5 separate regions of the Mus musculus genome follow, and all the other regions are linked to region 5. The links are chromatin contacts, called in public promoter capture Hi-C maps. All regions are on one chromosome and are shown on one strand. The core of a region is the stretch at or near the end of the contact, and the rest is flanking DNA. Distances in the headings are between cores, read along the strand shown.

Evidence for each region. Promoter capture Hi-C pulls out the DNA fragments that hold promoters and counts their contacts. Capture Hi-C pulls out chosen DNA fragments and counts their contacts.
Region 1: a promoter capture Hi-C map of liver shows a contact between it and region 5, with 2.5 times the contacts expected there. The contact joins the promoter of Dr1 here to the promoter of Zfp644 in region 5. A contact is called at or near these places in 1 of 484 Hi-C or Micro-C datasets (CD4 T cells), 2 of 115 datasets of contacts at active chromatin or transcription factors (embryonic stem cells and thymic regulatory T cells) and 2 of 9 other capture datasets (adipose tissue and liver).
Region 2: a promoter capture Hi-C map of the HPC-7 cell line shows a contact between it and region 5, with 4 times the contacts expected there. The contact joins the enhancer-like site here to the promoter of Zfp644 in region 5. A contact is called at or near these places in 6 of 39 promoter capture datasets (the 3T3-L1 cell line, 3T3-L1-derived adipocytes, the C10 cell line and 3 more) and 2 of 9 other capture datasets (adipose tissue and liver).
Region 3: a promoter capture Hi-C map of pre-B cells shows a contact between it and region 5, with 2.9 times the contacts expected there. The contact joins the promoter of Abcg3 here to the promoter of Zfp644 in region 5. A contact is called at or near these places in 3 of 39 promoter capture datasets (liver and pre-B cells).
Region 4: a contact with region 5 is called in a promoter capture Hi-C map of pre-B cells, with 2.7 times the contacts expected there. The contact joins the promoter of Tmem175 here to the promoter of Zfp644 in region 5. A contact is called at or near these places in 1 of 39 promoter capture datasets (pre-B cells) and 1 of 9 other capture datasets (liver).

Annotation. Positions count from the first base shown.
Region 1 is chr5:108,267,640-108,270,339 of GRCm38.p6, reverse strand. It overlaps Dr1 (down-regulator of transcription 1), which reads right to left and starts at 1,443. Exons shown (of 3, transcript NM_026106.4): 1 at 531-1,443. The coding sequence starts at 750.
Region 2 is chr5:105,403,979-105,406,678 of GRCm38.p6, reverse strand. Gm26519 (predicted gene, 26519) reads right to left here. Exons shown (of 3, transcript NR_166586.1): 3 at 1-1,285. Among named protein-coding and RNA genes, the nearest start is that of Gm32051, 4.0 kb to the left of the region's middle. Within about 2 kb of position 1,283, at least 27 of the 459 cell types and tissues checked have an H3K27ac peak or open chromatin away from gene starts, as enhancers often do. A contact at or near this core is called in the HPC-7 cell line, where this site is marked.
Region 3 is chr5:104,981,440-104,984,139 of GRCm38.p6, reverse strand. It overlaps Abcg3 (ATP binding cassette subfamily G member 3), which reads left to right and starts at 1,423. Exons shown (of 16, transcript NM_030239.2): 1 at 1,423-1,591.
Region 4 is chr5:108,628,368-108,631,067 of GRCm38.p6, reverse strand. Tmem175 (transmembrane protein 175) reads right to left here and starts at 1,258. Exons shown (of 11, transcript NM_001163532.1): 1 at 1,168-1,258. It overlaps Gak (cyclin G associated kinase), which reads left to right and starts at 1,291. Exons shown (of 28, transcript NM_153569.2): 1 at 1,291-1,567. The coding sequence starts at 1,423.
Region 5 is chr5:106,695,507-106,698,206 of GRCm38.p6, reverse strand. Zfp644 (zinc finger protein 644) reads left to right here and starts at 1,377. Exons shown (of 10, transcript NM_001363318.1): 1 at 1,377-1,675; 2 at 2,508-2,564.

The DNA.
Region 1 (2,700 bases), core at 194-2,693, 1.6 Mb before region 5:
ACTCAATGCTAGGACCCTTGTGCAAGATTGCTAGATGATACACCACTGACCTCCGTCACCAGCCCAAGGGTTTTTCCTACCCCTGTGTTCAAAAATGAATCTTTTCCTCGATACAGGTGAGGGAGAGGTACTCTCTGACTCAACTCATGCTCGAAGTTCTAAAATTTAACTTTCCAAGAGAGAACTTTGAGTTTCCTTTCTCAGTTGTTATTATCCACGTTTAGCTGTGGGCAGTCAATTCTTGTTGTTTTAAGACCTGATTGGAAACTGTACTAGTGAGGGGTTGCGGATGTCTGTTGACCCTAATGTCTGCACTCCTTATTTGCACTAGCCGGATGAAAACAATGTCAGAAGAATGCTACATAGGTGTTTTCTTAAGGTACAAGCTGTCTCTATGCCGTTTTGACTTTTCATTAACTGTGCTTACTAGTGAAGTGGAATGAAGGCTCTGTGACGCCAAGTGGTTACTCTATTAGCTTGACTGTTCCCCTGATCCTTCATCGAAACCAAATCCCACACAAATCGCTTACCTTGTATAACATGCTCTGGTGAAATTGTCTTCTTTTCTGACTTGTTACAAATCTCGTTGGCTTCAGAAGATATAAGGTGAATGAATTCCGTGCAGCAGTTCACTACCAGCTCTCGGGCATCGTTGGCCACCCGGACATTAGGAAGAGTCTCTTTGATCATCTTATTTATAGCAGCTCTGGGGATAGTGAGATCATCGTCGTTGCCAGACGAGGAAGCCATCGTATCTTCCTGTCTTTCAAGCCCCAACTTTTAAACTCCTCGCCTCTGGTCCACCACTCCACGAAGATTTCTCAACAGGCTGTCCCTGGAGAGGGATGTTGGGGTCCGGGAAGCTCAGAGAAGAGAGTGCAGAAACCAGGAAGGAGGGCTGGAGGGCAGGGAACACCCACTGTGTGAGAGATTTTAGTGGGAATATGAAGGAAAGGTCAGGGGGCTGAGGGTTCTAGGGACACCACTCCCAGGGCTGGAGAACCACCCTGCGTGTCGCCTCAAACGGACTGGCGCTGTCGTCTAACCGAACCTAAACGGCACGGGAGCGCACGCAAGACAGAGGAATACCCGCCCGGCCGCGGTCCCGGGCGGACACTGAGCAGGGTCAGCTCTACAGAGCCGGAGCCCCCGAGGACGCCGCCACCAGCAGCGGTTGCAGCCGCCTCGGCCAAACCATCCTTCAGGCACCCGCGCCGCCGCCTCACAACATGTCTGCCGAAGCCGCAGCTGAGCGCACGCCGGCTGCCTGGGAAACCAAGTGGACCGGGCCGAACACTGCGGGAGCCGCAGCGGCCAAGCGTGTGGCCGAGAGCAGGCTGTGCGAGCAGGAGCGGCGCTAACGGTGGTCTCTCTACGGGCCGGGGAAGGAGGTTTGCCGCAAGCTGATCCCGGCACGCTTTGCGCCACCGGAAGTCGAACTCCCCAGGTCCCACCCGCCCTCCTCGATGGATTTCCGTGTGCACGCCCCGCCCCTACCCCCTCCCGGACGGGCGGGAGCCGCGGGGCTTGGCAGCCCGCAGCTTCCGCCTGCCGCTCCCCCACGCACGGCGACCCGGCGTCTCCTCCGTCGGGCCCTGGAGCTCGCTTGCTCTGCGGGCAGAAGGGCCCGCGGAGGGCCACGTGGCAGGGGAGCCCTGGTCCTTACTAAAGAACTTCCTTTTCCTATCTCCTTAGCTGTCGGGATTAGGGCGCGGAGTGAAAAGAGCAGAGTGGGGAGGACAGGCCTTTACAACTACTTCACAGCATTCAGATCAGAGCTCCCTGTTCTCATTTGTGAGAAAGAAATGAAGCCTTCAAAGAAGTGGCTGTCCTCGGTACCACAAGTGGCTAAGTCAGGAAACTGGTAGTCTGATCTAAAGTAATGAAAATGTTTGGCATACCATGAGCTATGGCCCTCTGCATACTTGCTTTTGAAAGGAAGACAAGAAAAAAAAAAGGTTTATCTTATGAGAGTCCGATATCTGCTTCGTTCCAAGTGATTACTAATAACTAGTGCCACGTTCATCACAGAAATCACTTTTTTTTTTTTTTAAGATAAGCTCAGCTGGGCGACAGTGGCTCACGCCTTTAATCCCAGCACTTAGGACACGACACTCAGGCAGGCAAATCAAGTTCCAGGACAGCCAGGGCAATACAGAAAAAACCTGTCTCAACACACGCAAATCCTCACATACTGTCACATTAATTAATAGTGGAAAGTTGTAACTTTTGAAAGGACTAAGCCAGTTAAATCTACGTGCACAGTTTAGTTCATCGTGTTCTTTGTTGATAGACTGGCAGCTGGACTGTGGCAATGCTTTAAGATGTCTGGTTTCCAGGAGACTATCATTGTCAACCATCCCCTCCTACCCACCTTACTAGATGCAGCTTCAGCACTGAGCTAGAACACCAGCCTTGAGTTAATTTTTTCATTCAACATTTTCTCCAAAATGCTTGCTGGGAACTAAATATTCTTCATTATATCAGTGCTAGTAAGTTCAATCTTTGATTATAAAGAACAAGTTTCTTCTTCAAAATAAGTAAATTTTGGTTCAGATGTATAAAGACCTAGATAAAATATTAAAATCTAGATGGAATGTTAAGTCCTAGGTAACTGTTACCTGGTTAGCCTGCCATTTTGTGCTATTACTATATTATAAGCAAACTTTCTCATATGGGAGTCATGTCTACAGAGTGCTT
Region 2 (2,700 bases), core at 34-2,533, 1.3 Mb after region 5:
GGTTCAGAGGCCTGTGAGGTGGGCAGATGAGTGAGTGCTTCGTAACTGCAGATCGCTGACATCCTCTGGAGGAATGATGTGCAAGTGTGTTTCAGGAGACTGGAAACCACAGCAGTCACATGGGTGCATATGTCTCAAAATTAGTGTTTTGTTCCCAGGAAGCAATAAATGAATGAGTGAATGAATGAATGAAATGAGATTTGAGACTGGGGACCCATACCCCTGTCTTGTATATTCTGGGGTCACTCTAGTACTTTAGCCTCCAGTTCTGCCCTCATGAGCTGTCATAGTTTAACTTGTGAGAGTTCCAAATGAACACACATAAGAGATTGGGGTCTGCAGACTGGAGAGATGGTTCAGTGATTAGAGCGTGTCTCCCAGAGGACCCCGGTTCAGCTCCCAGCAGCCATGCTGAGTGGCTCACAGCCACCCATACCCAACTTTAGTCCCCCAGCACAGACACATAATTAAAACAAAAGAATAGATCTTAAAAACAAAGACTAAGGTTCCGAAGGGAAAAAGAGAAGGGGGGCTAATTAGTGATGATAAAGTAGAGACATTTACTGTGAGCTAGAAATTGTATTTACTACAGCGTTACTATGTATGGAATGACTCTTTGATCTTATCTCTTTCCAACCTAGCAGTCATGTGACTTTGAAGCGCCATATTATCTTCAGCTTTCTTTATTGACATGAGAATTGGACTCAGAATCCCAATCTGGAGGTTTAGGCACAATTCAAAATGCCACTTGGACTCTGAAGCAAAGTTGCTACTCTGGGCTTTGGCTAATGAGCTCATTGGTTCTTGTCAGGTTTCTTGTATCTAGATACAGATACAGGTGTCCTGTATCTAAGTTTACCTCTTTTTTTAAAAATTAATTTATTTATTATATAAATGAGTAACACCAGAAGAGGGCATTGGATCTCATTATAGATGGTAGTGAGCCACCATGTGGTTGCTGGGAATTGAACTCAGGACTTTTGGAAGAGCAGCCAGTGCCATCTCTCCAGCCCTAAGTTTACCTCTTAAAGAATAAATTTTGTGGAGGATTAAACAAAGCGTGTGTGTTACTAGGGAAATTCTAGGTATGTGCTGAATCCTGGGTTAGCATCAACTGTGATTGTGTTCTTGACTAAGTCTGGCCTTATACATACAGGTAGAGGGTGTAGCTAGGTATCTCCAAAGCTCCTCTGATCCGACTGCTATCAAACAAGGAGGGCTGGTTCTTCATATGCATTGAGGCTGGAGACAGGGAGACACCTCCCTTGAGCCTGGGTGCTGTCTTCTGTCAGTGAAGAGGAGACAAGGTAAAGACCTTTGTTAGACTATAAACTCCTTAAGTGTTTCCTTGTCCCCTAATGTCGTGTCTGGGAGCAGTGGACGGCCAGTAAACTGATAAAGAAAGTATCAAAAATGCCACTTTACCAGTTGTGTGGTAGCGGGCCTCAACTGCTTTCTTAACCTTTTTAAGCTTTGAAATGCGTAACATAAAATATGTGTAAGGCTTTGGCGCTCTCTGGTGGACAGAGTTATACCGCAGGAGTCCTTGGGTTTGCTTTTCAGACTCTAGATTCTGACTTGTGTTCAGTATTTTAGGAGCGAGTTGTGTCAAATAGACACATTGCACTATGTTGCCAGTGTGGATGTGGTTCCTTGTCATGACAGAAAGTGGTTCATATGCCAGGGGTCATTGCTTTGTCTCGTATTACTGTCCTTTGTCCAAAATGTTTGCTTCTAAAAATTTGTAGAGTGGGTTCCTTCATTATTCTTCATAATAGTGCAGTACCTAGATGTGAATGTGAAGGCTGAAAAGGCTAGGCTAAAAAAAAGAGAATAGGAAACACTGCAGATCCTCTACTGAGGAGTTGTATCTAGAGTGGAAAAAGGTTGGAGCAGGAAGATTCTTCAGTCTGAAAAGGTGCTTGCTGTTAAGTCTGACAACCTGAGTCCAAACCTGGAAGCTATATACTAGGAGAAAACAAACTACTGCAGCTGTACTGTGACCGCCCCGTGAACACACACGCACGCGCACACACACACACACACACACACACTTTAAAAAAATCCAAGTGTTGAGGCATTTGTATGCCACAGAAGCATTGGAAAGTGTTGGTTTGAATCATTAACCAGAACCCCACTATTCAAAAGCAAAAGTTACCATACTCAGACCCAGAAACCTAAGCGAGCTGGCAGGTTAGTAACTCCAGCTACAAAGTAACCCAGTTTGGCCTGTGAATGCTGTGAGAATTGTAGTTAAGACATCTGGAAGGCCTTGGACACGCTTTCTAACGTTTCCTCTGCTTTCTCAATGAGAATCAAAGAACGACAGTGTGATTGGAGGCGTTGTTGATTGCTTGGAGTTCACACTGTGCTTTGTCCCGTTACAATGTATTTTGTCAGATAGCATTCAATCTTTGTTTCTGGGGTTGCAGAGGAAGTGACTGGATCAGTAAAATAGATTCAGAAACCACAGCTGGATGAGGACAGAAACCATAGCTGGCACTGAGAGTTGGTACCCAGTCCTGGTGGACCCTGAGGATGTTCAGTGTCCACCATACCCCGCTAACCTTGAAGCTTACTGTTGTCGCTGTTATTATGACTGTCTGAGGTTGTAAGTAGAGTCTCACCTACACTTTGTGCGTACCAGCTTTTAGTATTTGTGTATGGTTTTTCTAAATGTATTCCATTGACAGTAGGTTT
Region 3 (2,700 bases), core at 174-2,673, 1.7 Mb after region 5:
CAGGTAAGGGAGAAGAAGCCCAAGTCAGAGGAATAGAACAGACTAACAGGATCATAGGCAAAAGCTTCCCTAAGACTAAGAGAAGGCACAAGAAGCACACAGAACACCAAATAGACAAGACCAGAAAAGACATGTTCCAGCATGTGTACACACCTACATCACACACGTACACCACACAGATCCTTAGTACCTCACCGTCACAACCGGCAAACTTCCATTTAGTAGTTATTCCCAGAAAGCGAGAGGATTCACTTAATGATACTGTCTTCCTACCAAACCAGAAAATGTAGGCTTGTAATTGAGTCTCAAAGCTCTCAGCCATGGCTGGAGAGATGGCTCCATGGTATAGAGCACTTGCTGTTCTTTCCTGAGGATCTGGGACATGGGCGGTCACAGCCATTCGTAACTCTAGTTCCCGGGGATCTAGAGATCTCTCTGGCCTCCGCAGGCACCGGGTGTGGAAGTCATACACAGACTTACAAGAGAGATTTTAGTCAGGTTTGAGGTACAACCATCTCCTTCATTTCAGGACAGGTGGCCACATCTAGAAGCTAAAACTGTAGAACCGGGCGGGGTAGGGTGGGGCTGGGAGTCGGGCGCCGACTTAATGTCCCTTCTTAATCCATGCTTGAATGTTAAAAACGTCTTGAGTACTGAAATTTTACTTGGATGACTTCAACATTGGCTTAAGGTTCGTCCAATGCTATACACGCACACGCACACGCACACACACACACAGAGCAGTCTGACCCAAGTAAACAGTCCATACTTAATCACTGTGCCCTCTTCTTGCTCTTTTTCAGATAGAGTTCGATGTTTAGGCCTGGCACACAAACTCCCAACCTCCTGTCCCAGCCTCTCGATTATAGGGATTACAATCGTAAACACTGAATTATTTCTTAATTGGTCTCTTCAGTTATAAAAAGAAGCTATAAATCAAATTATATTAAAAGCATGGGCACTTAACAAAACATATCCTTTGTCGTCCTGACCCATTGTTTGTCCTGTTCTGTGATAAGCATATATTCATCTCCTGTTTATTTTATCCCATTTGTTAAACAAAACAAAACAAAATTCAAAAACAAAAAACAAAAAAAATTCAAAACACACCACAGAAACTGTTACTTTCGCTTTGTCTTTTCCTGGATGCTGGCTTCTCAGAGTCCAATGTGAGCCTGAATTAGGGCAAAAAGTTTGCCCAGGTTTCCGGATCTGGCTGAACCCCTAGGTGAGCCCTCACCCCAAGACGCCACTCCAACCACGCCCCACAGAGACTCCCCCCTTCCCGCCCCTGCACCAGGACTCGCCCCTGCCCCTTTCCCCATGGCTTGGCCCCGCACCTGTCCCAAAGGGGGCCCCAGCCCCAGGGCTCCCCTGATTGCATCTTCCCCATGTCGCGCCCCACCCTCCCTTCCGCCCCACTGCCTGCTACTTCCTCTGCTCTCTTCGGGTTCCCTGCTCCTGACCACGACCACAGAGGCTCCAAGAGCTCTGCAGAGCAGAAGCCAGAGCCTCTTGCACCTTCCAAAGACCCGAGCTGCAAATCTTCCTGTGCAAGTAGCAACCTGAGCCCCTGCATTATCTCACAGTGGTGAGTGTGGGTGAGCAGGATGCAGAAGAGTGCAAGAGAGGGCTGGGAAACCCACTGCAGCTTCATTTGCAACTGTGAAATGCAAAGCAACTTGGTTCATAGAGGGTCTCTGTTTGGGTGGGTTAGCAGTGTACAACTTTTGATTGCCAAATGTATGAAGGCAAACACAGTTGGTGTTGGGCAGGTAAAAGTTTTACTGGTAGCAGAGATACCAGAAGTGCATGAGATATTTGTTAACACCGTTACTTTAAGGGAGCTGGGCAGTTTATAATTTTTTCTTTATCCCATGATATGAAATTTGTCAGGCAATCTCTAATTCGATATACAGATATTTACCAACTTCTTGCGACTCTTCCTCAGATAGTTCAGAAAAGGTTTCAACAGACAGAAAAGTTAAAGACCAGAATTATTAGACTGCAAACCTTTTAGTGGATTGTGTATCTATAATCTGTTTTATTTTCTTCCCTAATACTAGAAGTGTGGTCACTCCTTAGGGTGTTAACATGTGCCTCGCCAACTTAGTGTGTTCTCTTGCATCAATGTGCACTAAGACACAAACACATGCAGAACGTATTTTTGCATGTACCGTGGTTGAGCATCCGTGTAGCATTTGAGAAGAGAAGAAATATCATAAGCAGAAATAAAATGCAAACTAGAATGGAGGGCTTCCAGAAGCCATGGACATGGAGAGATCAGAAGGGGCCCAGTGCACTGAGGGACCCTCCAAGGTGAAAGTTGCATTTTTAGATGATTGATTTGTTTTTGTTTTGTTTTGTTTGTTTGTTACATGTATGCAGGTGCTCTGCTTGCATGTCTGGAGCCCACAGAGGCCTGTGAGGGCCCTGAAGCCTCTGGATCTGGCGTTGTAGGTGTTGTAAGTCCCTCCCTGCATTATGCAGGCGCTCAGAATAGGAAGAGTATGTGCTCTTAATTGCCGAGCCATATCTCTGGCCCCTTAAGTTGCTTTCCTGTGACCATAACAAGAAGGGGTTGCTCAGCCCCACAGCTCAAGAACAATAAGGGAAGCGCATTGCTTTTCAGAGAGGCTTTTGCCAGTTTGCCTTTGAGGGAACGTTCTTGCATGTGTTAATTTGGGATGTAGAAGAGAC
Region 4 (2,700 bases), core at 9-2,508, 1.9 Mb before region 5:
ATTCCCTACTTTTTCCTTTTGCTTTCAGATTTATTTTCCTTCTAAATAATGAGATCTGAAGCCACCAAAAAATAAAAAATCCCTTCAACTTCATTCCAGTAATAACATAAAGTTACCTGCAACTGCAAGCCGTAGCTACTTCCTCCTCCCTGCATCTTATAAGTGATTCTCTTATAGAAAGGTGCCATTTCTATACCAACACTACATATCCTCTATCTGGATGTGACTTGACTGTCCTACTATTCTGAGACAGTACTCCTCTCCACTATACTGGAAAGACTTCACTCTTTCCCATTGGCTTTAGGCTGCTCAAGTCTCCCATCTAAGATCATGTTAACACCACACTGCCCTTTCAGCTCCCACACTCTTCTTCACAAATCTCCTCAGTTACCTACAGGTACCATCTCTACTTCATCAGTTCTTTATTCCTCCAGGTGTTATCCAAAGCTTCCACTTCACCATTTCTAGGAAACTACTGTCTCACCTACCACGTACCTCACTGTATACTAATGATAATCTTTCATTTCTTTTCTACTTGACTTTTTAAAGAGCAGGTAGCGCCCCCCCCCCCCCCAAGGCGTATTTAATAGCATACAATCCTGGGACAGTTAAGATGTTGATTTGGGCTTAAGGATCCATTTTTCAGTCCAAAAGCACAAACTCTACCCAAGGCTCTGCAACTTCATATGGCTTCAGAAACCTCGGAGGTACAGAGACGAGTGGGGAATCCCATGACTTTGCCTCACCTGAGATGGACAGCTCTAAGTGTTTGACATCACACGGGATTCTGCGTCCAGTGCTGCCAGGTGACTTTTGTATACACGTTGTGAAGCTTTCTCCCGCCCCCTTTTAAAACTACGTTTTTCGGTCTTAATTCTAGCAACTAGTTCATCCTCCCCCAAACCTGTGTGGACCAAAACATAAGTGTCTGTGGCTCATAGGCTGGCTGCTTGTCTGCAAGATACCCTCCTCTCCTAAACCGGGCATTAGGGACACTTAGGGTGGGCTCCAGGCCTCGCTTTACCTTGAGGCGTCAGGCGCGAGCGGCGGGCTCTGGGGCGGTCCGCAGCGCGCGCCCAACGTCCCGCGACGCTCTAGCCACCTAGGCTGGACCTGGGCCAGCGGAAGCAACCAGATGAGGTTAGGGTCAGATGGCGACAGCCCTACCTCCGTGCCTCCTAGGAGCTTGAGGTCCGTAGGATCGCACCCTCTGCGCCTGCGCCTGCTGCTGCTGCTGGCTCTGCAGAAACACGCGCCCTTCCGCCTGCTGCGTCAGGGCGGGGCCGCAGCGTCGGGACGCAACTCGCTCTCTGATTTACGTCACGGCGCGGGCGGAAGATGGCCGGGTTGTTCGCCCGCAGCTGCTAACCCGGCAGTGCGGAGCTGGAGCCTGGCTCCCGCTGCCGCGGAGCGGCCGACGCCATGTCGCTGCTGCAGTCTGCGCTGGACTTCCTGGCGGGCCCTGGTTCTCTTGGCGGAGCTGCGGGCCGTGATCAGAGTGACTTCGTGGGGCAGACAGTGGAGCTGGGCGAGCTGCGTCTGCGGGTGCGGCGGGTCCTGGCCGAGGGTGAGGCGTAAGGCGTCGCCAGGCCGCGGGAGGCAGGAGCAGCCCAGGAGGGTCGCTGCTGGGGTGTGGTTCGAGTCAGGGCGCGTGACGGTCACCGCTTTAAGCAGGGGCAGCAAGGAGGATCGTGTCCAGGGTGTGAATCAAGTCTGAGACCTAGAGAGTCACGACTGAGGTGTGGGTCAGATCAGGGCCGCAGGGAGTCATCTCTCCGGGCAGGGTCTGCGGGAAAAGACACTGCTGGGATGTAAATCAGGCCATCGCTATGAAGGGCCACTGCTGGGGTGTGAATCAGGTCGGAGAAGGGTCTTGCCAGGAAGAGAGACCACAGGGGCTTGTGGGTTAAGGCCTTTGGTGGTGATTGCAGAGGATAGACTGCTTCGGGTTGCACACTTACTTCCTGGTGGGTAGAGTTAGTAGTACAAGGGTCATGCTAGCAGGTGGTTATCCAGTAAAGGAGGCTTGGGTCTGGAAGGACCACCTCTGCTTAGGGTCAAAGCTGTATCTGGGGCATATACAGAAAGATTCAAAGGTGGAGTCAGGTCAGAAGGTGAGCACAGTCACTCTGGGGTCATAAGCTGTTATTCATTGTATCATATCCAGCGTTGTTGTTGCATCCCGAGGACTGTCTTGAGATGGCAGTGTTTGTGCTGCTGAGTTCTGGGGCCTGTAGAGTCTTCCCTTGCTTGATGAGGTAGAGGATAGACTGGGGCCCTACAGTCTTGTTTTCTTTTATAGCCTAAGTGCCTCACCTATTGAGTTTTTTCTGTAGTGACCTCGTATAAGGTACAGGAAACAGAGCCCGTAGCTGTAACCTTTAAGAACCTTGCTTGAGCCGGGCGTGGTGGCACCCGCCTTTAATCCCAGCACTGGGGAGGCAGAGGCAGGCGGATTTCTGAGTTCAAGTCCAGCCTGGTCTACAGAGAGAGTTCCAGGACAGCCAGGGCAATACAGAGAAACCCTGTCTCGAAAAACAAACAAACAAAAAGAACCTTGTTTGATAGACAGTTCCATAGTTCTGTGTCTTGAGGTCAGTCTGAGTTTGTAGCTTCCTCACACAGGCTCTGTAGTCAGCTTGTGTGATGGAATCGTGTTTTCTCTTTTATGATTTTTTTTTTTTTAAGATTTACTTTTTT
Region 5 (2,700 bases), core at 128-2,627:
TGCAAGGCTTGGTTCCAGGTGATAGGCCTTTGAGTTCTGCAGGTTAACAGACCTGGTGGGTCAGGAGACATGGCTCACTGGCCAAGAGTACCTTATGTGCTTGCTGGGGACTCAGGATCAGGTCCCTTGTGATATTTCCACATGATGGCCTGTCATTTGCAGCTCCAGTTTCAGGTCCTTCCTGAGGCTCATTTGGACTCTGTGGTACCAGGCATGAAGCATGCGGTGCACAGCCATACATTCAAGCAAAACCCAAACTCATGAGATGAGAATAAGTCTCTAAAGTGCATCTCCTCCAAGCAGTTGGCTGAAAATGGACACAGATTTATTTGTTGTGTATCTATCTATTCGTATATATGAAGGAAAGCTTTCATTTTGAAACAGCTCAACAGTCTAATCTCTCTTTGCCACTTTAGGTTGTAATGAACTTGAACAGGTGACAAGAATGCCTGACACACACACAGCATGAACTCTAGTTGTCAGCAGTTACTAGCAAGCGAAATAATTAGAGTGGATAGTGAAATGTTCGTTCTTTGGGATACATTTGCTGCTTCTGAAGGCACCGTTTTTCAGGAAAGATACTCCCATTCTTGACAAATAAATGTAATTATGGTGTATTCCTGTGAATGTTAATAATATCTCGAAGGCTTGGAGGTGCATAGTTCATGATTACTGCTTAACTACTAAAAAACGTTTTAAAGTTTTTCATGAGAAAAAGTTCAGCGAAACCAAAGAATTTAGTAAGGCAGGCCCATCAGAGTATTCTAGAACGTTTAGCTCACCTTCAACAGGTTAGGAACTTGTTGACTCGGTTCAAAAGCAAAGCGAATACCTCTAATTAGTGCGCTGCTTCCCTCAGAAGCCCATGGCTGAATGCTTGTTAAAAGGGAGATTTAGAAGACCCTCTGGGGAATCTATTGATTACCTGAAGAGTTAACCAGCATTTCTGACGTCTCTTTGCATGACTCCAATTTGGACAATCAAGGCATGTTCCTTAGTGCAGAATCTGCCCTTGCAGAGTCCAAGGAACCCAAATCCGGGCCTTCTTTTTGGGTGTCTTGTCTGGGTAACTGAATTTCTATACCTGATGCTTTTGCCACCTGGCCTGTTTAACATCATAAAACCTGTCTGTGCCAGTTCTCCAAGGTAGGCCTGATATATGTTGCTGGTTCTTTCAACAGCTGGAAAAGGGAACAGGTTTTTGGCAAACTAGCGATTGCAGACACCAGAGATGGGCCTATTCCACCTTAAAGGGCCTAGGCATTCCTGGTACTTGGGTCTTGCAGAGTTTGGTCGCCACCATATTTGGAGCGTGCCTACTTTGGGGCGGGAACCTCCTCCGGAGTGGTTAGGTCACCGCTGGGGGAGGTGACCTTGTTTGGTTTTGGCACGGGAGAGCAGCGGTGCAGCGTTGCTGCCGCCCCCCGTGGGTCTGATTGGCACGGGAGCTCCGGCGGCCCGAGAGCACGGGCGCGCCTCGCTGGCTTCCCCCGGCGGCCGGCGGCCAGGCAGAGGCGGGAAAGCCGCGCGCCTGCGCCGTGGGAACCGAGGCCGGAGGCGAGAAGCGGGGAGCGGAGGGGGCCGTTGGAGCCGAGTAGCGTACAGAGCGGCGTGTGACGCGGGGACGCCGCGCGCTCCCAACGTCGCCCCGGTTTGACGCACACGGCACCAAACTGTGAGTTTCGGGGGTCTTATTCGGTCGGATTAGCCCCGGCCCCGGCCGCGTTTCGGACGTCCGGGCTGAGGCGGTGGCGGGACTGAGGGTGGCGGAAGAAGTTGTGGGGGGACCCGGCCCGCGGCGCTCGGGCCCGGGGAGCTACGCCCTAGGCTGGCTCCCAACCCTCGGAAAGGACGCGTTTTGCCGCACAGGCTAAGATGGCGGCTGCTGCCGAGGAGGCGGAGTTGCTGCTGCACAAGGAGCCCGGGCCGCGGGGTCCGGGAGGCGGCGGTCGCGGGGGGCCGCGGAACCTTAGGTGAGCGGCGGCGGCCGCCGCGGGGCGGGACTCGGAGGCGGGCGCGCGGGGCGGGGGGTGCCTTTCCGCTGCGGCGGCGGCGGATCCGGTGGCGGACACAAAGGGGCCGAGCCGGGCTCTGGACTCGGGGGGTTTTGTTTAGTCACATGTAGCGGAGCAGCCAGTGAGCGGTAGGGGGAAGGGGGCCGAGACCCGGAGGTCCGGGGAGCCCTGCGGTCGCCATTGTAACTCCCCGAGTAACGGGGGCGGTCCGAGAGCAGTCAGGCGGCGCCCCGTGCGCGGCTAGGCTACTCTGTCCGGGCCTGTAGCCCCGGCCCTGGAGGTAACTGTCCACACCCCTCCCCTGACTTTGGGACCAGAGCGCATAGCCTTCCCCTTCTTCCCACTGGTCTGCAACATCTTGTGCCGCTAAGTGCCTGAGAAGTAACTCCAAGAGGTAAAAAAAAAAGAAAAAAAAAGAAAAAAAAACACTCGAAGTGTTTGGGTGGCCACGGGGCTTGGTGGGTATCTAGCTAAAGCTTTTTGCCTCTCCAGGTCTGATTCCCTGGCCTTTGTGTCCCTGGGAGCTTAATCTCTGCCAGAGGAAAGCAGGTGTGTGCTCCGTCCACTCCTCCCGAGAACATGAAGATGAGTTGTCCCAGACCCTTCCCCGTGATTGGAAACTTAGGTGGTTTCTTGTTGCGAGACTTCCACAGACGACTCTCGTGTTGGGATCCATCCATGGTTT